Regions from separate parts of the Mus musculus genome. Here all the other regions are linked to region 6. The links are chromatin contacts, called in public Hi-C and promoter capture Hi-C maps. All regions are on one chromosome and are shown on one strand. The core of a region is the stretch at or near the end of the contact, and the rest is flanking DNA. Distances in the headings are between cores, read along the strand shown.

The links. Promoter capture Hi-C pulls out the DNA fragments that hold promoters and counts their contacts. Hi-C and Micro-C count contacts between places; a contact is called where the count stands out from the background.
Region 1: a contact with region 6 is called in a Hi-C map of CD8 T cells, with 12 times the contacts expected there. The contact joins the promoter of Ncoa7 here to the promoter of Rps12 in region 6. A contact is called at or near these places in 2 of 484 Hi-C or Micro-C datasets (CD4 T cells and CD8 T cells) and 1 of 9 other capture datasets (adipose tissue).
Region 2: a contact with region 6 is called in a promoter capture Hi-C map of pre-B cells. The contact joins the promoter of Rnf146 here to the promoter of Rps12 in region 6. A contact is called at or near these places in 1 of 39 promoter capture datasets (pre-B cells) and 2 of 484 Hi-C or Micro-C datasets (CD4 T cells and CD8 T cells).
Region 3: a promoter capture Hi-C map of pre-B cells shows a contact between it and region 6, with 2.5 times the contacts expected there. The contact joins the promoter of Hddc2 here to the promoter of Rps12 in region 6. A contact is called at or near these places in 1 of 39 promoter capture datasets (pre-B cells) and 3 of 484 Hi-C or Micro-C datasets (CD4 T cells and Th1 cells).
Region 4: a promoter capture Hi-C map of pre-B cells shows a contact between it and region 6, with 5 times the contacts expected there. The contact joins the promoter of Hint3 here to the promoter of Rps12 in region 6. A contact is called at or near these places in 1 of 39 promoter capture datasets (pre-B cells) and 2 of 484 Hi-C or Micro-C datasets (CD4 T cells and CD8 T cells).
Region 5: a contact with region 6 is called in a promoter capture Hi-C map of pre-B cells, with 2.6 times the contacts expected there. The contact joins the promoter of Vta1 here to the promoter of Rps12 in region 6. A contact is called at or near these places in 1 of 39 promoter capture datasets (pre-B cells) and 1 of 484 Hi-C or Micro-C datasets (CD4 T cells).

The regions. Positions count from the first base shown.
Region 1 is chr10:30,801,279-30,804,789 of GRCm38.p6, forward strand. It overlaps Ncoa7 (nuclear receptor coactivator 7), which reads right to left and starts at 2,048. Exons shown (of 16, transcript NM_172495.6): 1 at 1,551-2,048.
Region 2 is chr10:29,361,056-29,364,830 of GRCm38.p6, forward strand. Rnf146 (ring finger protein 146) reads right to left here and starts at 1,387. Exons shown (of 4, transcript NM_001110197.1): 1 at 909-1,387; 2 at 230-290. Gm30698 (verprolin-like) reads left to right here and starts at 341. Exons shown (of 2, transcript XM_030245425.1): 1 at 341-614; 2 at 649-1,568. The coding sequence starts at 341. The coding sequence ends at 1,454.
Region 3 is chr10:31,311,616-31,315,020 of GRCm38.p6, forward strand. It overlaps Hddc2 (HD domain containing 2), which reads left to right and starts at 1,790. Exons shown (of 6, transcript NM_027168.2): 1 at 1,790-1,868; 2 at 2,900-3,021. The coding sequence starts at 1,800.
Region 4 is chr10:30,616,182-30,619,832 of GRCm38.p6, forward strand. Hint3 (histidine triad nucleotide binding protein 3) reads right to left here and starts at 2,185. Exons shown (of 5, transcript NM_025798.3): 1 at 2,022-2,185. The coding sequence starts at 2,171.
Region 5 is chr10:14,703,308-14,707,144 of GRCm38.p6, forward strand. It overlaps Vta1 (vesicle (multivesicular body) trafficking 1), which reads right to left and starts at 2,182. Exons shown (of 8, transcript NM_025418.3): 1 at 2,043-2,182. The coding sequence starts at 2,154. 1700016L04Rik (RIKEN cDNA 1700016L04 gene) reads left to right here and starts at 2,302. Exons shown (of 6, transcript NR_045824.1): 1 at 2,302-2,366.
Region 6 is chr10:23,785,548-23,788,859 of GRCm38.p6, forward strand. It overlaps Rps12 (ribosomal protein S12), which reads right to left and starts at 1,662. Exons shown (of 6, transcript NM_011295.6): 1 at 1,609-1,662; 2 at 1,447-1,497; 3 at 1,217-1,333; 4 at 355-457; 5 at 29-130. The coding sequence starts at 1,460. It overlaps LOC115487513 (a small nucleolar RNA gene), which reads right to left and starts at 996; the gene lies at 923-996. Snord100 (small nucleolar RNA, C/D box 100) reads right to left here and starts at 274; the gene lies at 207-274.

The DNA of each region.
Region 1 (3,511 bases), core at 798-3,297, 7.0 Mb after region 6:
AATAAATAAATAAATAAATAAATAAATAAATAAATCTCTATCTATATGATATATATATGAGTTTACTTTGGAACCACAGACGCTTTTAAATGTTTTGTTTCCCTCTTTAGCTTTAACAATATATATATATATATATTAAAAATAAACCACAGCTCAACTTTAAAACAAGTTACCTGTTACTTATTAACCAGATCACTGCTCCTTCTGAAATAACTTAATAGATTTCTTTAAACATAAATTCTGCCTTCTAAATTGTTTTTTTAAAGTAAAATTGAAATGGTATTAATTGCTATAACACTGGAAAGTGGACACGAAGGGAACCTTAACAGAGCCTTGCTGTTGACGCCGGAAATGTCAATGAAAAATAACCAAGTTAGCCTGTTTATAGAAAGAAGCAATTATTTAAAATACAGTTAATTGCACTAGCAACAACAACAACAATCTTATACTATAATTTTAAATGGTTGGGTTATATACAATGTGTATCTTGAAATACAATTTCATTCATTCAACAAATAACCAACAAACAGCTATAAGGCATTCAACATTGGGGAATTAGAGAATGGGAAGAGAAGGGGGGGGTGGTCGAGGAGTAGCAGGGGGAAGAGGACCTGGTAATGATGGTGATTCTGTCCTCTTAGTATTTATATTGATTCAGTTAGCCAAAATCTTTAATCTGAAATAGTGCTTATAAAATTGGAGCTTACAATAACAATTTTTTCAAAATTCTAAACCTTATTGCTTAACGTAAAATCCAAAACGGCAGCCTGAGAGGAAACAATTTTATTAAAAGCCCTAATGTATTACTTTTATTTCAAGAACAGGAAAAAAAGACTCAACCAGATTCTCAGAAAAGCAAGGGTCAGCTCAGAGTTGAAGGCGAGGCCGGAGACAAGACTGCCTCTGCTGGCGCATCTTTCAGAGTCTCAACTCCCGACACCTGTATCAAACTTGCAGCTCTCAAACCCATTGGCTCCAGTCAGCTTTATCCTACGAGAACACGCCAGCCTCATCCATCACCTACCTAGGTAATCTGATTTCTAGAAAGACTTTCCTTAAACTGACACCCAAAATGTTAAAGTGTTTGCACCACTGACTTTATATACCACTCGGCTAGCTGTAAATTACACAAAAATTCATAACCACCCCTAAATACCTCTAAAACAACAACCGTGGTCGTCTACATTTTAGCAAAAAGAACAGGAAGAACGCATTTGCTGATCCTGTTTTTTAAAAATGCAATGACACAATCTACTTGAGCTCGAGAAAAAGGCAACGGTCTCCTTTCAAAGAAGCTCCGCGCCAACCTATCCTTCCAAGCTCTCCCAGCCCCCAACCGAGGGTCCCCTGATTGTTAGCGAGGAGGGTCCAGTGGCCCTGCGCCCCGGCTCGGCCTCGAACGTTCCAAGCAGAGCGTTTCGGGTCCCCCGGGGGCTGCGCCCAGCGCCATTAGTACACCTCGGCAGCCCAGGAGGGAGGCTCCGGTTCTTCCTGGCCGCAGCATCAGCAGCCGGTAGCCTTCAAGGCCTGGCCCCGCCTCGGCGACCTACCTACTGGGCGGGGGCGCGGGCTCCGCGGGTCTGGGCGAAGTGGTTCGGGAGCACGCATTTCTGGGAGCCGTGGCCTCTGCCGCTGGGCGCTGGGAAGCGCATCCTCCGGGGTGGGAGGAGGGGGAGGGCCGGGGAGGGGATCGCCCGCCGAGGAGGAGCTAAGGGAGGCGTCAGGCGCTGCGGGGTGCGCTCCTGAAGGGCTCCGGAGTGCCGATCTGGCCCGAGCAGCCGCCGCCGGGGTGCTCGAGGCCTCGCCCAGGTACCTGCAGCAGCACCCACGGTCAGGGCGCCGGGCGCGAGCTGGGCGGAAGGCGGGGAGCTGCGGTGGCGCGACGCCAGCCCGGCGCCCGCCTCTAGCTCCGCCCGACCCGGGGCGCGCGCTGCACTCGTCTGCTGCGGCTGGGACCCGGGAGCTCAGCCGACCGCCTTAGCGATGCGGGCTGCAGCTGCGACATCTTGCCTGCCCCGTGCGACCTCGGAGCCGCAGGCTGGACAGCCTCGAGGTGGCTCGGGCCCCCGAACCCTGGGCCCAGCGGCTCCGCCCCGGAGAGCTGCGCGCGCGGCCTCCGCAGGCCCCGGCCATTTGTGACGCTGTGATGGTCAGGCAGTCAGTGAACCGAGTACGGTCTGCTTACCTGGCCCCTAATCTTATCCCTTTTAGCTGGCTCCTGTCTGGATCTTGGAGGGAAGTTAGCGCTTATGGGCACATGTGGAGTTAGAGCCCTTGCTGGAGCCTTAAAGTCCTTTTACTTCACCTTCCAGCTCTAGGACTAGGGGCAACCATAAATTCATCCTCTGTCATTTCCAGCATTGCCTTTGGCAAAGAGGCCCACTGTCTTCTTCTGTCCCCGGTACAACATCCTATAAGCTGCCCAATTGTAAACCTTATAGCCAAGGCAATGCGATGTAGCAACGGGCAGTTCAGCTGGCTCTTGGCTGGGGCTGGAGAGCAGCTGAGTGGGAAGGTTTTTTTGTTTTTTCTTTTTTTTTTTGTATGAGCCCAGGGCCCTGTTTCTGTGAGCTTCCAACCTGTATTGGACGCTGTTCCCTTTACAGTCCAGTGGCTATAACTGCAAGATGACTCGGAGGATCTGATCGTGAAGATCACTCTTAAATACAGGAAGAAAAAAGTGTGTGTGTGACAGGTGTGTCCTAAGCCATCAACACACACAGTACATAGAGGCTTCCCCAGGTTGCTGCTGCTTCTTGGTACTGCCAGTCTCTCTGGAGGGTGGAGCAAAGCCCTTAGCAGCCATGACTCTGAGATTTCAGCAGCAGATGATGTTACATGGTCATGCAAATATGGAATCACTTCCTGGTTTTGCACTGACCATCTGTAAATTCTGACATCGGGTTTGCATGTTTATGCTTTGAGTAGGAGACACTTCTTTCTGTGTTCTTTACACCCCTTTTGGTATCAACCTTGAGTGCAGGCTCTGCTGCAGGTACTGTTCCCACCCTTTAACTCGGTCAGCACCCTTTTGTGCCTATGAACCCAAGGTTCTGACGAGAAATAAAATAGGCCTTGATTTCTTTTCTCTTAGGCAAAAGTATAACTGAGTATGTGTTCAAAGTGGTGACTTGCTGATAGAGTGTTCCCCAAGTTTTCCAATGCAATGCCAAACAATGACACTGTCTTCATTATCTCCCCTGGAAGTACATGATGGATCACATGCTAAGGATAGTTTGTCACTAAAGTGAAAGTCTGAATAGAATGGGGAGTTGTACTCAAATGGTTGGGATTGGGGGTGCTTCTAATTTAAAGATTCTTTGGTCATTCTTTTTTGTGACTGAGTATTGACTGATTCTTCTGAGTATTGACTGATTCATCTGAGTCTTGTCTTCACACAGAAATCGGAATTAGCATCGTCTACATCCCTCTTATCCAGAATAGTACCCATCAGTCAAATGTGTTCATTCAAACTTAATGAAATACAATTGTTACGACTTCCAGTCTGTTA
Region 2 (3,775 bases), core at 137-2,636, 5.6 Mb after region 6:
TCTTAATTTGTTCTTTAATATGCCATGTTCTTTAAAAGTCTAATGATACAGATCATTTATTGTTATGTTCTACGCATTCAACTTCTATGACAATACGTGCCTTTCAATGCCCAAGCTCCAGGTGCACATCTAGTTTGCAAAAGAACACACACACACACACACACACATACACAGATAAAATGTAGTTGTCAGAATGCGTGTGCTAACTTACAGTGGGGAAACATCTTACCTAATTATAGAGGACGGTTCCATTTCCACATCCTCAAAAACAATGTCACATAGCCCTTTCTCTTTAAAAAAAAAAAAAAAAAAAAGTCCAGAAAATAAGACAGTGACAACAATGGGGATCCCGTGCGCTCTCAGATGGGGTGGAGGGTTAAGGAGAAAACTCCACATCCAGCAAGCAGAACAAAGCGACTGCCGGAGCTCTCAAGATGCACCCGGCTTGGGAGGCCCAACTGGTATCCCGACACCTCAGGCTGGTTTCGGGTTTGGGGAGCCATCAAAACAAGAACGCTCGGCGGCTTCCGCCAGCGCGAGGAGGAGGGGACGACTCCGGGCACTGGGCAAGACCCAGAGGCACAGCCGCGGCGGCGGCGGCGGCGGCAGGGCAGGCGGAAGATAGCATGCAGCCCGTGGCCGACTGAGGCCCGGTCGAGCCCGCTGGAGCTGCCCGCAGCCTGGCCTGCCTGCGCAGTAATGGCCGGGGCCGCGCCCGTCACAGTCCGGGCTGCGCCAGCTCGGCCTCCCTCCGCGCGCCCGTCCGGGCCGCGCTGGCCAAGGGCGTCCCCGTCCTACCGGCCCCCGACCCGCCGCCGCCCGCCGCGGACTCCGAGCGCCGCCTCGCAGCCAACGAAGCCGCAGTGCCCCGCCGAGGCCCGCAGCCCACGGCCCCCCGCGCTCCTCACCGGTCCGGCCCGGAGCCCACCTCTCGGCCGCCGCCGCAGCCACCTCGCAGTCTTTTCTCCTCCGCTTCGGAGCCCGCAGCGGACGGGGACGCGCGCGGCCGTCACGTGACCGCCCGGCGCTCAAGGGGCGGGGCCGCGCCGGCGGAAGCCACGCCCCCTCACCGTGATCCCGCGCGCGGCGGCCCTGGCTGGCGGTCCCCACGCTGGCTGCTGCTCTTCTCTGTCCCTTGCTGCGACCGGGCTGCTCCTTGTCCCTGTTCCGGTCCTCCCTCACCCTCTGCGTGGCGCATCTTGTGGCCTCCTGGTTCTGAACTGGTGGAGGTCCATCTAGGTGGCTTGTGGGAGGAAGCTAGACCTTCAGTACCAGGAAGAAGAGCCTTTCCAAAACTCAGCCTTGGGTCAAGTCCTATGTTTCCTTTGGCCGTGCCCTTGGAGAGACTACCGCTTGTTCCTTATACAAAAAAGGCACAAGAAAAGTCACGGCGTGGACTGGATGGTCCCCGAGATGCTCCAATTTATTCACCTCACAAATGGCCAGATATGTAATGGGAGAGGGGGTGTGCTGGGGTGTCTTTTAAACCCTAACAGCATAGGAAGCTAGAAGAAGAAATCGTCCCGCGAATCTAGAATAAATTTCATGGGTTAGTTTTATGGCAAGCATATGGTGTTACACATCAAAATCTAGTCCTTGTTCATTTTAACCGGCACATGATCTTTTTCAGAACAGTTTTCTCTACTTGAAGTTGCACAAAATGGACCAGAGAACCTTTTCACCTTTGAAAGTATTTCCGCATTCTGTAACTGTTTGCATTGTGCTTGCAACAATGTTGCATTTTGAGGTTACATCCACTGTTTGAATTCAGGACTGAAAAATGTACTGTGCACCTATTTATAGGGTTTCAAGGCCACTGATCCAAAGGAAGAGCTCATCTGCTTAACATTAATAGCTGTAAATCCAGAGCATGGGTTCGGGTTATTCATTCAGTTGTTATAGGAAATATTATATGAACTTTTATAGCCTGAAGAGAAAAGGTTGTACATCAATGTACGTTGAAAGGGATAAGACATTGAATAGGTGAGTCGATGTGAGCAAGCATGTGGGTCTATTTCATAGGCTTCAGATGTTAAAATATTCTTAATTTCAAAGGGATCTAGCGGTAGGAGGCTGATTCACCTTACTTGAGGATCTGGGTTCAATCCCTAGTACCATTGAGGGAAGGGGTTGGGGGGATTAAAAATGTTGATGGAAGCTACTGGCTAGCTAGGTTTCAACAGTGCATACCAAACAGTAACAAAGATGTTAGGCCAGAAGATACAGGAATTTGTAGCAAATGGTTACTGTGGCAACTATGGGCTATGGGGGAGGAGGGACACAAATATATGTTCTTGTATGCAGCATTCTCCTGGACCACTGTTAGAAAGTTTAGCCAGCCATTCAGTCCACAGGATCTTCCACACAATTGTGGCTTCTTTAGGGAAACAGGTACACTGTGTGTAAATGTCTCTTGGTATCAGCTATTTCAATACATTTTCTTCTAAGTAATACTATTTTTATAACTTTAATTAATGTACAGATATTGAGAAACATGCCATCTTAGCTTAGTTCCCTATCATGTCATTTTATTTTTAATTCCAGTGGTATACAATATATGTATATAATAGTAGCAAAGTAATAGCAAAATTTTGACCTGTTCTTCAAGATTCAAGTTTGAAGAAACAATAGCAGTAATACCAATACAATATTCTGAGAGGGCTCATCTACTCCCTACAATAATCCAATGTCATCCTTTGCTATTCCCATTTTACAGATCTAACACACAACTGGGGTTTGAATTCAGGTAGAGATTCTATGAAGATTTATTTCTGGGTTAGGAAATTTTCCATAAAGAAAGTCCTGTTTGAGAGAGCAAAAATCAGACAGATCATAAATATCTTGCCTAGCCCCTACGTCTATTAGGGAAAAGCTTTTTTATGTTGTCCTTCAGTCTCCCTGGGTGCATAAGAGGCGCGGAATATCTAAGTGCCTGGAGTCTTATTTTGTCTGCTTACTGAAAAACCTGAGACAGACATGAAGTATCAGAAACCTAATAAAATTCTCTCTCAGATTCAGCCCTTTCCCACAACCATGTCAAAACATGCTTCTGTATCTTTGTTCCAACCCATCTTTAGTTTCTTCCTCTTTTGCTGCATATACACTTTGCAAATAATTTCTTCGCTGCCTCTTTCCATCTTCAAAATACACTCAGGATCCTACTACGTTTTATGCTGACTTCTAAACCAAACCTAAGTGAGGTCATATCATACTTCTGAATACACATATACAACCACCTTTGGCTTACCAACACAAAGACAAATCAAAAGTCCCCCTTTTGTGTGTCACCCTACTTTATGATCTCCCATACCTCTTAATCCACTTTCTGTTCCTACAACACCCCTACTCAAACTCTCTGCACATTCTTTGCTGAGAGTTCCCCTCTTTTGATCACTCCCATAATGCATTCTGCGTTCTCCCTCTCCGTCTCCCCCTTCTCTCTCTCTCTCTCTCTCTCTCTCTCTCTCTGTGTGTGTGTGTGTGTGTGTGTGTGTGTGTGTGTGTGTATGTGTGTGTGTGCGCGCGCTCAAATACCTTTGCATTCCTCTCCCTGCCTCTGTTTTAAATTTTCATATCACTCACTATCATTTCTTATTCTCCTTTCCATTTTCTCTCATACGTACAGCAGTGTAATGGATGTTATGTTTAACTCACCCAAATTCTTTGCATTCTCCTCTGGGCCAAAGCATAGAACTCAAAAGAGTGAGACTTTGTGATCTAATTTGTATGGCATGTTAGTTAATCTTTTCAACTTCCTGGGATTTTGAATCAACAT
Region 3 (3,405 bases), core at 540-3,039, 7.5 Mb after region 6:
CAAGGGGAATCTTGAGTGCTTGTGAGAAAACTCCAAGAAAACAAGGCAAGAGTCTTATGACCACAGCTTCTTGAAACCCCAGAATCGTTCTTGGATTGTGTTTTTTGTACTCCTCCCAAGTATAATGGATAGGAGTGAGTTATTTCAGCTGATATTCTTCATGTGCATCTATGAAAAAAAACATTTTCTTGTCACATATGGCTTGTCTTTGTCATCAAATACTTTACTCATTTGAATCTTCTTAACCCTCAGAGTACAAATTGCTGGATGCTCTGACTAAAGAGCCCCTACTCTCCCAAGTTCACACTGTCAAACTAGGGTGGTGAGCAAGGTGCTATTTAAGATATTCTACTTCCATAAAGTCCTATTTATGATTTCCAGAAAGTTTTATACTCTAAAAAGCCACTTTCACAGGCATTTTTACTGCGATAACACCTGATTCAAACACTCTGATTAGAGTGACTAACAGTATGATTTATAGGGAGAAAGCAGATAGGGACTATATATAAAACCAGGAATAGGGCTTTCTACACCTAGGACCTTAGCATAGCAAGGCAGCCTGGTGGTGCTGGCATTTGAAGCTTGTGCTTTATAGATAACACAAACCACTCACCTACTTCAGTGCTGGAGAGCACTTGGGACCTCATGCACAGCTACACTACACTGCCAACTTTTCATTTCTTCTGTAGAGCTGACTTTAGAATCCTGGATGCTGCTCATGGATGCTACTTCAGTGCTGGAGAGCACTTGGGACCTCATGCACAGCTACACTATACTGCCAACTTTTCATTTCTTCTGTAGAGCTGACTTTAGAATCCTGGATGCTGCTCATGGATGCTGCCTCAGGGTTCTGTAGAATCTACTGAGCAACATTCTATACCAACATTATGCTATGATGACTATACATTTTCTAGTATAGTTCCCGGTATAGTATTCGGGCTCATATGGAAGAGGTGGTAGGTATATCAAGTAGTGAGAAACGAGAACAGACAATGGTTCATTAGAACCATCACCTTTTAGGGCCCTGTAAATAAATAAACCTACTTTGTTACAAATAAAATTGGAATTCCTTTTTATTTCTCTTTCTTCTTGAATCTTATTCATATCCTCGACTCCCTCTGCTTGAATTTGTCCATATCCATTAACTGCATTTAAAAGTTTGTACCATCAAATTGTCAATGGAAACTAGTCAGGTAGTCCTGGAAGATCCTGATCAGTTTCCTGGCAGAATGGATGCTTGTGGTTTCACCATGGGCTTCCTCTTACTAGCCCATTTCCTGCTTCCTCCAAAGTTTCCTGGTATGTCTGCCAAGCATTGCCTCCCTTCACAGGCTTGCCCAGTGCCTTTGTTAAACTGGTTAAGCGAAGCTTCTTATAGCTAGCTCTTCCTGCCAATCAGACACTGGGCTTCTAAGAAGCAAGGTTTGCAGGCATTATCCAGCTTCATCCTCCTTAGGCCTTTCTGCCCTTAGCGTCAAGCTGCGATTCCTGTGAAAGTTGATGGTTACTTGGGCAGAGACCATCCAAAGTCTGAGCACAGACCTTAGTACAGAGAAAGTGCTCTACCAAAGGAGGAAGTGGGGCTGTGAGGAGGAGCCAAAGGGTGGGGAGGAGCTGAAGGAGGGCGGGGAGGAGCTGAAGGAGGGCGGGGAGGAGCTGAAGGAGGGCGGGGAGGAGCTGAAGAAGGGCGGGGAGGAGCTGAAGGAGGGCGGGGAGGAGCTGAAGGAGGGCGGGGAGGAGCTGAAGGGGAATGGGGAGGGGCTTGAGGTTGACACCGCCCAGCTCTTATGCACTTCAGCATGGCTTTGGCCTCGTCCGGCTCTGGAGCCGGGCTGTTGCGTTTTCTGCGTCTAGTTGGGCAGCTCAAGGTGAGCGGGTGGGATCGGCTTGGCCGGGAGGCGGTGCGGCCCAGCTCAGGCACCGACCTCACGCAACCTCCCTCGCTCAGCCCGGCGTTGCTGGCGGGTACGCAGCCGAGGCTGGACCGGGGACTCGTGCACGCTCCATGCCCAGCGCGGCCACAACCCAGGCCATGGCGATGCTGCGGAGCGGCAGCGGAAGGCAGGAGCCGAAACCCCTGCACGTAGGCTGTGGAAACCTTCCTCTATCACCGTGACTTCCGGAACTGTTGGTTTCAGTAAATCGGTTTCAGCGTGCACCAGCCCTTGCTTGGCAGAGCTTGTGCAGAGCCCCCTTTGTTCCAAGATGAGCTGTTCTGTAACACTGCGACTATTTGTGAAATTCGTTAGATGCATAGAACTCCCAGAGAAAATGCAGACTTACACAGGTTGAGAAGTAGTGAAAGGCTTGACTGCCATGGAAACTCCTCCAAGCCATCTGAGTTAGAATTGGAGAGTCTGTCACATGTTGCATGTACAAAATATTCTATTATTGTATGAAATGAGTTTTTGGACGGCACAAACCTACTACTCTCATAGTTAGGAATAATACTGGGGCTTTGCTTTGCATTTTTCCTAACTACACCACAGATGAACAGCACAGGCTGGCAGCCTGGAACTTGGGTCTTCACCTGTTGAGTTCTTAGATTCCAGGCGTGTACCACCAGGCGTACCACCAGTTTTGCTTTTATGTCTAAAAACTTTTTGTGTATTATCCCATAGTTATACTTCACTAGCACAGAGTAAAGACTATTGGACTTTTGTATACTTTTGAACATTTTTGTATATTTGTGAATTGTCCACTCACTAGTGAGATTTCAGATTTTTATCGATATGATTAGTTTAAATGAAACATTTTTAAAAAAATAGGTTTGAAACCACGACTCAGCTGACATGTGGCTCTGTGGCCATTCTCTGGCATTTTCTTGAAGAGCACCTGTCATTTTTTGTTGTTGTTCCCAGGGATAGTGTTTTGTTTAATTCCTTATCTTATTTATTAGAGAGTTCCACGGACTGGCTGGGTATACAGAAATGTCGAAAAGCCAGAAAGCGTGTCAGATCACATGTACCGGATGGCAGTTATGGCCATGGTGACCAGAGATGACCGTCTTAACAAGGATAGGTAAGTTATTTGAACATTGATGCTTATGAAGGTTTCTGGACTCTGTGTGAGGATGACTTCAGTTGTAAACTATAGTAAGTTTTCTGTTACATTCTGCGTTGGTCTCAGGGGAAACAAGTGAGAAGTTAGGGCCTTAAAGGGTGAATATGTGTGAATTGTATCTTTGCATTAATTAGTATTTACTTGGCTTTGAACTATCTGCTTTTATGAATAATGATAGCCATTTCTGAGGCCATATTGTTGAACTAGTGTGGCAATAACTACATAGGAGCTATAAAGAGTTAGCATCTCTTTAGATCATCAGCAAGTTTTTGTTTTTGTTCTTTTTAATGCTTGATAATCACAAGACAAGAGTTTACAAAGAAGACAGCAAATGAATTGCAC
Region 4 (3,651 bases), core at 935-3,434, 6.8 Mb after region 6:
TTTCTTTTTTTTTTTTTTTCCCCTTTGGTAGTGCTGGTGGTCAAACCCAGGGCCTAACATGCTTACATGCCTGGCAAGTTCTGGTAGTTCACTGAGCTACACCTCTGGCCAGTTTTTCTTTTTTCTTTCCTTTTGGGGTTTTCAAAACAAGGTTTCTTTGTGTAGCTCTGACTATCCTGGAGCTTGTTGGCCTCAAACTCAGAAATCTTCCTGTCCCTGTCTCCCAAATGCTGGGATGAAAGGTATGTGTCACCACCACCAGGCTTCTTTACAGTATGACTTCCCAGAGCAAAATACTGAAGAGAAGCCAATTGTCTCTAACTCAGAAACAATGTTGGTAAAACTATAAAATAAAGCACTGAATGCCTATTAAAAGGAATGTAAAGAATTACTACTGCTATGAAATTATTTCTAGGCTAGTCTTTTTTTTTAAAGCACAAAACAGAAAAAGCTACCCTGTGTAATGTTCTACTATGCTGTTCCAGTTGTAATTTTTATAGACTATTCTAGGACCTGCTTCAACAGTTCCTCCAATATTTCCTAACAAATAATTCTCAAAAGTTAATTTTTATATAGCTACAATAATTTCTTCCCAGTAACTGTCCCCTTATATCTAAAACAAGCAAGTCCATTTGAAAGAGCATCTTAAAGCCATGGTATCTAAGGTGTTAACAATTTTAATTAGCAAAAGAGCAATTAAATCAGCTAATATTGCTAAGTATGAATTCAGGCATAGCAACACTTCTGTGGGTTCTCAAACATTGTTTCATTTTTCGATTCTAAGAGCTAGCTAGCTTTCTTTCTTTCTTTCTTTCTGTTTTTGTTTGGTTTGTTTGTTTGTTTGTTTTTGTTTTGTTTTTCAAGGGATTTCTCTGCATAGCCTTAGCTGTCCTTGAATTCACTGCATTGACCAGGTTGGCCTCCAACAGAGAGATCTTTCTGCCTCTGCCTTTCTGAGTGCTGGAATTAAAGGCATGTACCACTACCACTCAGCTATTTCTAAGAGCCCCTTAAAAATAATTCGTATCAATGCCATGAGACTCATACACAAAGAGTAAGACACTGCCCTTGGTACTGGTAAGCCCCCTGCTAAGAATATGTGATATGCCCTTTGCTTAAATGAATTCTAAAAATACAGTAAGAAAACCATACAGAGATCTGTGAGGCAAAGAATCATCTCTGACTTTTGTTGGAAAGATTCCTCAAACAAATTCTTCATGATGCTGGCAACCCTGATTATACCAAAACAAATAATTTCCTCTGCTCTTATTTGTATAATTATATATCAACAACTTATATAAGTGCAATCATTTCCTGTGTTTACAATGAATATATGTGTAATAAGAATTTTAAATGCAAGATGATAAATCTCTCTCAAAAGATTAACTCTTTATGAAGGATGATGAGATGTAAAAATGTTAGACCCAGGGGAAAGGGAGAGTTTTCTGGAATTTCCAGGCATGACATGACTGTTGCTCTCCCGATCTCGCAGCAAGTATGATTAACTACACTTGATCTGCACAGGTTTGAACCCTGTCGAGATCTTGTAACGAAAAGGGGAGTAGTTCATGAGGCTCTCACGGTAGATAAGGAAGATTCTTACAAGCTATTAACTGTAAGTATCAGTTCGACTTCAGACCCAGTCCTGAAACCCCATTCCAGCCCATTTCAGTCAAATTCACACTTCTTCACCACGTCCAAGACCTGTTTTCAGCAAGTTGTACGCTCTCTAACGATACTGGAAGAATACATAATTTTAAAATTACTATCTAGAGAAGAGGAAGACTCCCTAAAATAAAAGTAAAGACACAGGATGCTGCTGTGTTGCAAATGCATGCGAGGGAGGCGAGAATGCTGGGCTCTATCACTGCTATCTCTCCCTACTGAACAGCAAAGGCAACACTGGAGACCTCTGGGTCCCTGACAGAAGTCAGTCACTGTTTAGTTCGTCTGCAGAGACAGAAGCCTGCGAGCAGGGATTGGATGCCTGGTCCCCACCCACCCGGCCTGTCGCCGCCCACCTCACAGTGAAAGAGTTCAGTTTTGGGTTCCTGACCCGCCGCCACGCGGCAGAACACGCAGTTGCTGTCATAGTTCCAGGACTCCGAGGTCCCAGGCGAGGACCCCTCGGGATCCGGCTCTCCGACCAAGCCCGCTTGCTTCTCAGCCATGGCGGCCGAAAGGCGACGTCAGGATCAGCTGAGGTGCGCAAGGCCCGCCTCGGGCGGATGCACCTGGAATCGCCGCCCTAGGGTGGCCCGCCTAGTGACACGGAGTCTGCGCACGCGCAGGGCCAGACTCTGGGTATGGGACACACCAGATAGCTCGGCCTCTAAAAGGGCGACGATCAGAGGGCAAGCCCGGCGCTCCGTGATGACGAAAGCAGCGCAGCCGCAGGAGCCCACTGCTCAAAGGCGTTTTCTGACGGGAAGACCTATCCAGGGGTTGGTAACATTCATCTAAAGTGTAAAGGATATTGCTTTCACGTCCCTATAGTGTATTACACTCCCGTTACAAAAGAAAAAGAGTATAGAAATTCGATTCTTTTAAGGGTATGAGAGGATGAGTCAAACGTATAGAGAGCCTTGTTTGGCAAAGTGAAATTTCCGAGTTTCCTGTGTACTTACTTGTTCAGCCACAGTAATTTTAGGATCTGAAACCAAACCAAACAAACAAACCCGGCCAAATTGGTCTCTACATGTTTGCTTTTGTTTATAGTACAATGTAAATCGAAAGGGTCTCCTATCACACATATGTCATATGGAGAGAAAAGGTAGTAATTGAGAAATTCCCTGCCAGGTCACCTGATTCATTGTAACAATTTTCTCTTGTATTCCCGGCTATTTAGGAAAGAGAGGGAGAGAAACCCTTTGGGAACAATCATGCGCGGAAAAGTATCAGTTCTTAAGTATGATGTGATCTCACCTTTTTACAATACATGGCATTTGCTGAGCACCAAATACTCTGTTTCTCTAATTGTGAAAACTCCCAAGGTTGATTATTTTATTACAGGTCTACAGAAAGAGACAGATTCAGACTTATTTTCTTACCACTTACCCAAATGATAAAATTCAAATAAATGTCTAGTTCTAGAACCCATAATAACACTTAGTGTGACTTTAAACTCAGTAGTGATTTTAAGTGAATTATCTTGTAATCTGAAACAGTAACGTAAGTTAAGTAAGAGTACATGCACATTCACGTTGCATTTAATTCCCTTTGTAGTTAACCATATGGTGTGCAATCATGACAATAGCTTCTCAGATCATCACAAGTTTGAGGCAGGACTCAGAAGCAGAAAATTTGACTTTGACACATTTAAATATTATCATGTTCCATGTCTGTTCTTACACTTTCATATCACGCTGCTTTTTTATGGTGTGTGTATGCATGCACACACACAGTAGCTGTATGTCTTTATCCATGTAGGTACTTGAGTACTTGGGCTGCCTCTTGGGCCATGGTGGGGGGGGGGGTGATCTGTAGATGCCTTTCATAACTGCTTGTTTGATATTGAAAGCTTTTGAGTTGACTTTGGCTTTGGTAAGGACAGGAGTTTCATCCTTTATTCTTGGTGCTATCATAGTGGAAATGTTCCCATAGACATTTCACAACAGTCTGATGAATAAAAGAATGATTTTCAGATCCCAC
Region 5 (3,837 bases), core at 932-3,431, 9.1 Mb before region 6:
AAGCATTTTGGAAAAAAAGACTTCTTGAAGAAAAACCAGACTGTGAACTGGGAGAAAATAGCTGCAATTCATGCAACAAAGGATTAGTATATATTATTAGGAAGTGACATTTCAATAGAAGCCTGGGCAAAAGCAACAAAAGGCAGTTAAAAAGAAAAGCACTTGCTTAATTAGCATGTGAATAGATGTTGAACCTCATTAAGTCTCAGAGAATTGCAAATATCACTTCAAAGAGACAGCATCCAGGGCCACCAAGTTAGCAAAAATTAAAACTTCAGTAACATCAAATGTGAGTACATGCATACCTCCTGTCGCTCCTTAAATTCTGTATGGATATCATGCAGGTCTCATAACAGAAACTGCAGTACAGCCATACTGACTTTGTCATAAAAATGCCCATTCATGACTAGGGAGAAGGGATGCTACTGAAATAGAAACACCCATAAAAACCAGATGACAGCAGGCAAAAAGGTGAGGACAAGCGTGGACTCCCATTTCAAGTTTACCTATGACAGGAAGCTGTAAGGCTTAATTTTAGGGGACTGACATGAGAAGCACTTCTCTTGTTTTTGTTTGTTTGTTTGGTTGGTTCTTGTTGTTTTAAACAAAGAAAACAGGGGAATCAAGCTTAGAACAAAGGGCAGGAATGACCACAATGACACAGGAAGGAAAAGATCCTGGGTAGTGACAAAGGTGCACAGTTACAGGTTCATGAATAAGGATTGGCTTAGAGGGAAACAAAGGGCCCTGGTTCACAGTCCAGAGCCAGCCTCTTTGTTGTATCCAACTTCTCTCTGGCTCTATACTCTCCAAATCCTCACTCCTCCTCTTTTAAACTTCTCTGTGGACCTTCAGACTTTTGTTCCTTTTAAAGGTATATTCTTCAGCAATTGTGCACAAAGGTCTGGCTTCCATTGTCAACTGAGCAATGTGTTTCTGAACACAGGAAAATGAGGTCCCCTCTACAGTACTGTGGCACTTCTATGCCCGTTCCTGAAATTATAAAATGCGTACTGTTCAAACGCCCCTCCTCTCAGTAGTCCTAGGACCACAGGAGCTGGGTTTTAGTTTTTTTTTCCCAGTACTTAGGAATGCTCGTCAATAGGTAAAAAGGCTCAATAATTAGGATATGTTTGAAGATCATCAAAAGAACAAGAATGGTGGGAACAATACTGGTATGATTTTTATAAAAATGAAGTATAGCCACCGAGTGGCTTGCAGAAGAGGTGGGAATTCAGATCATAAATCAAGTGGAGAATGGCAATTATTGGTGGTGGTAGGGGGACATCCATGCACATTTGAGAAATGAGGTACATACATGTCCACAAGGGAAGGCTTGACTTGGTCCAGATTTTTGCTAACAATGTCCACAACAGAGGACACATCATTTCTGTATTCTGAAAGTTCTTTAGAAACTCAGAGTACAGTCATTTCTTGCAACAAAGATAGGAGTATAATATTCAAATCATAGTTTACATAAAACTACTAGTCCTATCCACTTCACCAACTCTGCATGTCTGAACGGAGTTCAAACTGTGTCCTCTTCAGTAGTATATACATCTCAAACTAGGAATATTGGCATTAAACTTCTTAACTTTCAGGATAGCTAAAGGATGACTCCAAATTCTTACTGGTGGTAATGAGGAGTACGGAAAACAAGTCAAGAACAGTCAAATTCAAATTTTCAGTAGTAGCCACTGTCCACTGAACCGTCTGAGTTTCGGAAGGGACCTGAAAGCTCTCGTGATTAATGCACAGCTTTCGTTATGTTTTCTGTTAGTCTCCCTTCCCACCCATCTCTGGGAAACCTATGACTATCGAGGTTCTCATTCCCAGAAGAAAGAACAGCCGGGAGGCGTGTCCGAGGCTCTAAGCTGGAGAGACGGGGGTCCGGGTGTGGAGGGAGTCTAGTACTTGGGGTCCTCCTGGCCGAGCCAGAGGTCAAGGCTCAGGTCTGAAGCCAGGGGGCGGGGCGGGCCTCAAGAGCGGAGGGAGGCGCGGGGCGCAACCGGGCGGGAGAACGGGGACTCGGAGGGACTCACAGTAGTAGGCCACCACGGGGTCCCGCTTGTCATGCTCCTGCGCCGTTCTCAAATGGTGCTGTATGCTCTTAAACTGCGCGGGCAGCGGCGGCAGAGGGGCCAGCGCGGCCATCTCCACTCCCGGAAGCGCTACTTCCTACTCGCCGGTCACAGATACTTCCGCTTCCGCCTCCGAGCGGGCAATTCTCACCCACGCATCCGTTGCTGAGACGCTTGTCCGCGACGGGTGCCCGAAGGAGACAAACTTACTGCCTGGTTTAAGGCAGTTATTATTTGGAGAATGAGAGTCTCCTGTGTCGCACACGGCTCCAGCGCTCTCTGCTGGTAAGCGGAGATAGAGGTTTTAAATTTAACTTTTGTTTTTGTTTGTTTGTTTGCATGGAATGAATGAAAGAGAAGAAAGGGGAAAATAACGTAAAGGACTTTAACTGCGAGAAAGGAAAACTTCCCCTCCCCTCTCTTTATCTCATGCGTGTGTGTTTTGTTGGGAATATTCTGGCAAGCGTATATACTACTAAGCTACCTTCTCAGCTTTCAAATTTTCCTTCCCTTCCCTCCCTCCCTCCCTCCCTCCCTCCCTCCCTCCCTCCCTCCCTCCCTCCCTCCCTCCCTCCCTCACTCTCTCCCTTGTCTTTATTTTTATGAGACTGGGTCTCACTAAATTGCCAAACTAAGCTTTGGACTTGAAATCCTTTACCCAGGGCTTCCCAGTTAGTAGAGATTACAGACATATGCATATAGATGGGCCACAGTGGGTTTTTTTTTTTTTTTGGTGGGGGGGGGGGAGGGTGGGGTGGAGTGGGGGGTGGAGGTGTCATTAGTTTTAACAGAGAAAATGATCACAAAATAAAAATTTATACATTCACACACACAGAAGTACACGTTATAGCCTTTCTAGAAACTGTAAAGAGATACTGAAAACATGTACTTAAAGGAGATTGGAACTGGAAACAACCATTGCTTTTAGTTTAGAAGTTTTAAATTCTTATATGAGAAACACTATGTTTAAATACTAGATTAAAATTTGCATGTCCAAATACTGGACTGAATAGACAGTCCTTTTCAAACTTGAAAGGTAAACACATGCGAACTAATAAGAATTGAATACTTTCTCTGATATGGCTAGTGCTTGTTTTAGTGAACTATGCGAGTTGATTAGTGGAGGAAGATGATGAACATTAGGAAAGTATTAGTCTGTCTTACTACTTGACAAGATAGAGTCCAGGAGAGTCTGCACTTCTGACTTTATAGCACACCCCACCTTTTCTTTATAGCAGTGATATTTATTTATTTATTTATTTATTTATTTATCTATTGCCACCTCTCCATTGCATAGTATCATCCTTAAGGACTTACATTTCATTTGAACTTTCCTGTATTTTTTTTCTTTTTGTTTGGGTTTTATTTGTTTGTTTGTTTTTTGTTTTGTTTTTTTGAGATAGGGTTTCTCTGTATAGCCCTGGCTGTTTTGGAACTCACTTTGTAGACCAGGCTGGCCTCAAACTCAGAAATCTACCTGCCTCTGCCTCTCAAGTGCTGGGATTAAAGGCGTGCCCCACCACCGCCCGGCTGAACTTTCCTGTTTTTTCAACGCCAATATTGGTATATAGTGTTTGCCTTATGTGGTTTACCACCAGAGTAACACTAGTATCACTGAATGAAAATGGTAGTGTTGCTTCCCTTTTTATACATGGAATGGCTTGAGACGTATTGCTATAGGTTCTTCCATAAAGATTCACTAAAATTCAATAGTGTCAGGCATGGTGGTGCATACCTTTAATCCCAGCATTCTGAA
Region 6 (3,312 bases), core at 412-2,911:
ACATTTTAAAGAGAAAAGCAAGACTTACCTTAACCACTACGCAACTGCAACCAACCACCTTCCGTGGTTTGCCCTCTCGATCGATTTTACAGAGGCCTACCCATTCCCCTAGTTTCTTGTTGTCATCAACCTATCAAAGACAAAAGCAATTACTAACAAGGATTGAAACTAGTAAAAGCTGACCCTCAACATTCCCAGGGTGGCTGTTTCAGGAGGGTGACGTGCAGTTTCCTCAGCGAGATTCAGAAGAGGGAGACTGTTTTCATCATGTACAGCCCACGTGAAAATCATCAAAACTACCATGCAAGTTAGTGCTGGTGCCTGTGGCTCAACACCATTATCACTAAGGCTTACCTTTATCAGGTTGATTTGGTGCTCAGCACAAAGTGCCTCCACCAGCTTGACATACATGGGCTCATCACAGTTGGATGCGAGCACACACAGATGGGCTTGGCGCCTAAAATGCAAAACTCAAAGGTGAAACCTTCAAGGGTCTTCACTGTGCTAGTAAACCTGACCACACAGGATTTACTGTACCAAACTGCAGACTAGCCATTCACTTTCCCTGTACAAACTTAGATACCAATACCACACATTATAATAGGAAACCTATTTATGGCCAAAGGAAACTATGACCACTTTCAGGGTATTTCCAACTTGAAAGCTGATCCAAAGCAGTCCTGTGCAGGAAGCACTGTAAATATTCACAACAGCATCCAAAATCACCTGACTTTACCTCAAACAGTAGAATACACGTGCATAAGCCTAATAAACCATGCATGTTCTCAAGTCTCCCGGATATAGCTAGATTTCCCCGACACCACAATATTGTCGTTTAAGTATTTGCAAACTAAATAATGATGCCCCCCCCTTTTCCATCTTCTAGCAAAACTACCGGACTATCTATCCCCACGAGCTACAGGTTTGTCAGACTAGCTGTTTCTCACCCATGAACGGGGTGAAGGGGTATCCGACAATTCAAGTCATCATGCAAACACTGTAGCTTTACAAAACTACTGCTCGTCATCCCCGATCCACACAGCAACCCACACATCCTAAGTGGGCTAGAGTTGATACCTTTTCCTAGGTTTCCTGCTGGCCGGATGACATTCAGAACTTTTGTGCTAACAGCATGAACTTCACGCTCTCTTCCCTTGGCTGCTGCAGTCTTTGTTCCGGCTGCAACACCCCACAGTATTGAGACTGAGACACGTACTTGTCTAAGGCTTTGGCAGCTTCGCGTATGCCACGTGCTAGGCCATCGTGGATGAGGGCGGTCTTCAGCACCTCTTGTAGAGCAGTGTTGACGTCCATTACACCTCCAGCAGCTATGCTGGAATGCAGACAGAGACGTTAGGACCCTCGGCAGGCTAGGGATGGGGAACTAGCATGGAGAAAAGCCCAGACCAGCGCCGCCCGCGGGAGGCCCACGCCCCACTCGCTCACCCTTCCTCGGCCATGGCGGTGAATCACGGGTGACGCCGAATCTTGAACGCACTGAAAGACAAAACATCAGTAAATCGCCCGTTAAGACCCAAGTACTTCACTTTTGAAGCCAAGGCGCAGTAGACACGCTATCGCCGGCGCACGAGCTGGGATCACACTCACCCCGAGCTTCCGCCTCCGCGCAAGTCGGCGGCGGCAGGGGAAAAGGCCGGCGGTGGCCGCATGACGGTATTTAAGCGCTCCGCTCGACTTCTGTGCGCATGTGCAACTCCTCCCACTAAAGAGGTGGCTCCGGTGGTGCCGTGCCTTAGGAGTTTCCACTTCCGCCTTTAGGAGCGTCCGTGGTAAGAACGCGGCTGGATTTCTAGCAGGCATCGCAGCGGGCAGCCTTTGCCCAGGGGGCGTGGACCACAGAGGTCCCACGATCCGCTCCTACGGAACACGAGAGGAGCCAAACTACTGCCGTTTTCTTCGCTGCTGAATTACTTTGTTTTAAGCAGTTTTTCCACGTCTTATCGTGAAGTTTCCTGTTGCCAATACTGGCCGATTAGGCTGAGTGTGTCCACATTTTGGTCCTTTGGTTTTTAGCCTCTCTGAGTGGCTGTGATTTGTGTATGATCACAAACCCCACTGCTTTGCAACGTGTTTAAGCAGACCTTGCGGCCAGGTCAGATCCCGGTCTGAATGCAACCGGTTCTGAATGAACATTTAGGTAATGACCCTAGTTTTTTTCCCGAGTCGCAGCTTCGCAGACACTGGATCCCTGAGGTACATGTTAAACTCTCACTGTGGATCTGTCACTAAATTCCACCGAGGATTCGGCTACCAGGAGTGGAACTCCAGAATCTTAAAGCCAGTTCCCGCCTACGCCGACAAATGCATTTTAATTTCGAAGGAATCACTCGCTCTTCTACTTCCAAAGCAAATACACAAGACATCTCTCTCAGAAGATATCCCCGAAGCCAACCAGAGCTTCTGATGGCCAACCTGGTGGATACAGTGATCATTGTCGGGCTCATGAATTTCATGAGGATATAAGAAAGTTGATGGAAGTTTTAGCTTTTCCAATAAACGTTTGGGTTTCACCCCTAAAGCCTCATGCTTGCTTCCTTACCCCTGCAATTCAAAAAAGTATTTAATAGGTGGTTAGTTTCTGTGGGCGTATTTCTGCCAGTGTCTATGGTGCTGTTTTAAAGATGAGAGACGGCGGACACTTAAAAGTCTGCATTTTAAAAGATAAAGCTAGTATTTTAGCCAAAGAGTAACATACCAGAATGCCACGGTGCTGGGGAGTGGAGATGATGTGGGAACGCAGGGGATTTGGAGTTTATGGCAGCATTTAAAAGAGGTTTTAACTAGAGTTCCAGCCAGGTAAGTGCAGGAAGAATATTCAGACAGGAAGAGAGAGCAGGAAGGCACACGTGCCTTTTGGCTGTTTTGGAAGTGATTTTGAAACATTACACAGTCGGAAAAGAATGTGGTTAAGTAGAGTTTAAGTAGTTTCCTTAGTATAAGGCTATTAAAAGTTAATGTGTCAAACCATACATAAGTTGCAAGACTTTCATCCCAGCACCTGAGAAGCAGAGGCAGGTGGATAGCTGTGAGTTCCAGGCTACCAGGAAGACAATGTCTAAAGCAAAAAAAGGAAAACATTTAAGTGTTAAGCATATTAGAGTTCTCTTCCCGGAAGAAAAGTCTCACAGAAGAGACTAGATGGTAAAATTGGAAAATAACTACTGCATTTAAATACTAAGAAGAAACAGCTGAGTCCTTTCAGCTTGGTGCCTAAGTTTTAGTGCTGCTTCCAACACAGTAGCAACCAGCTCAGACTCTCCACACCTTTGATGTCAGCTCTCTGTCCTAATA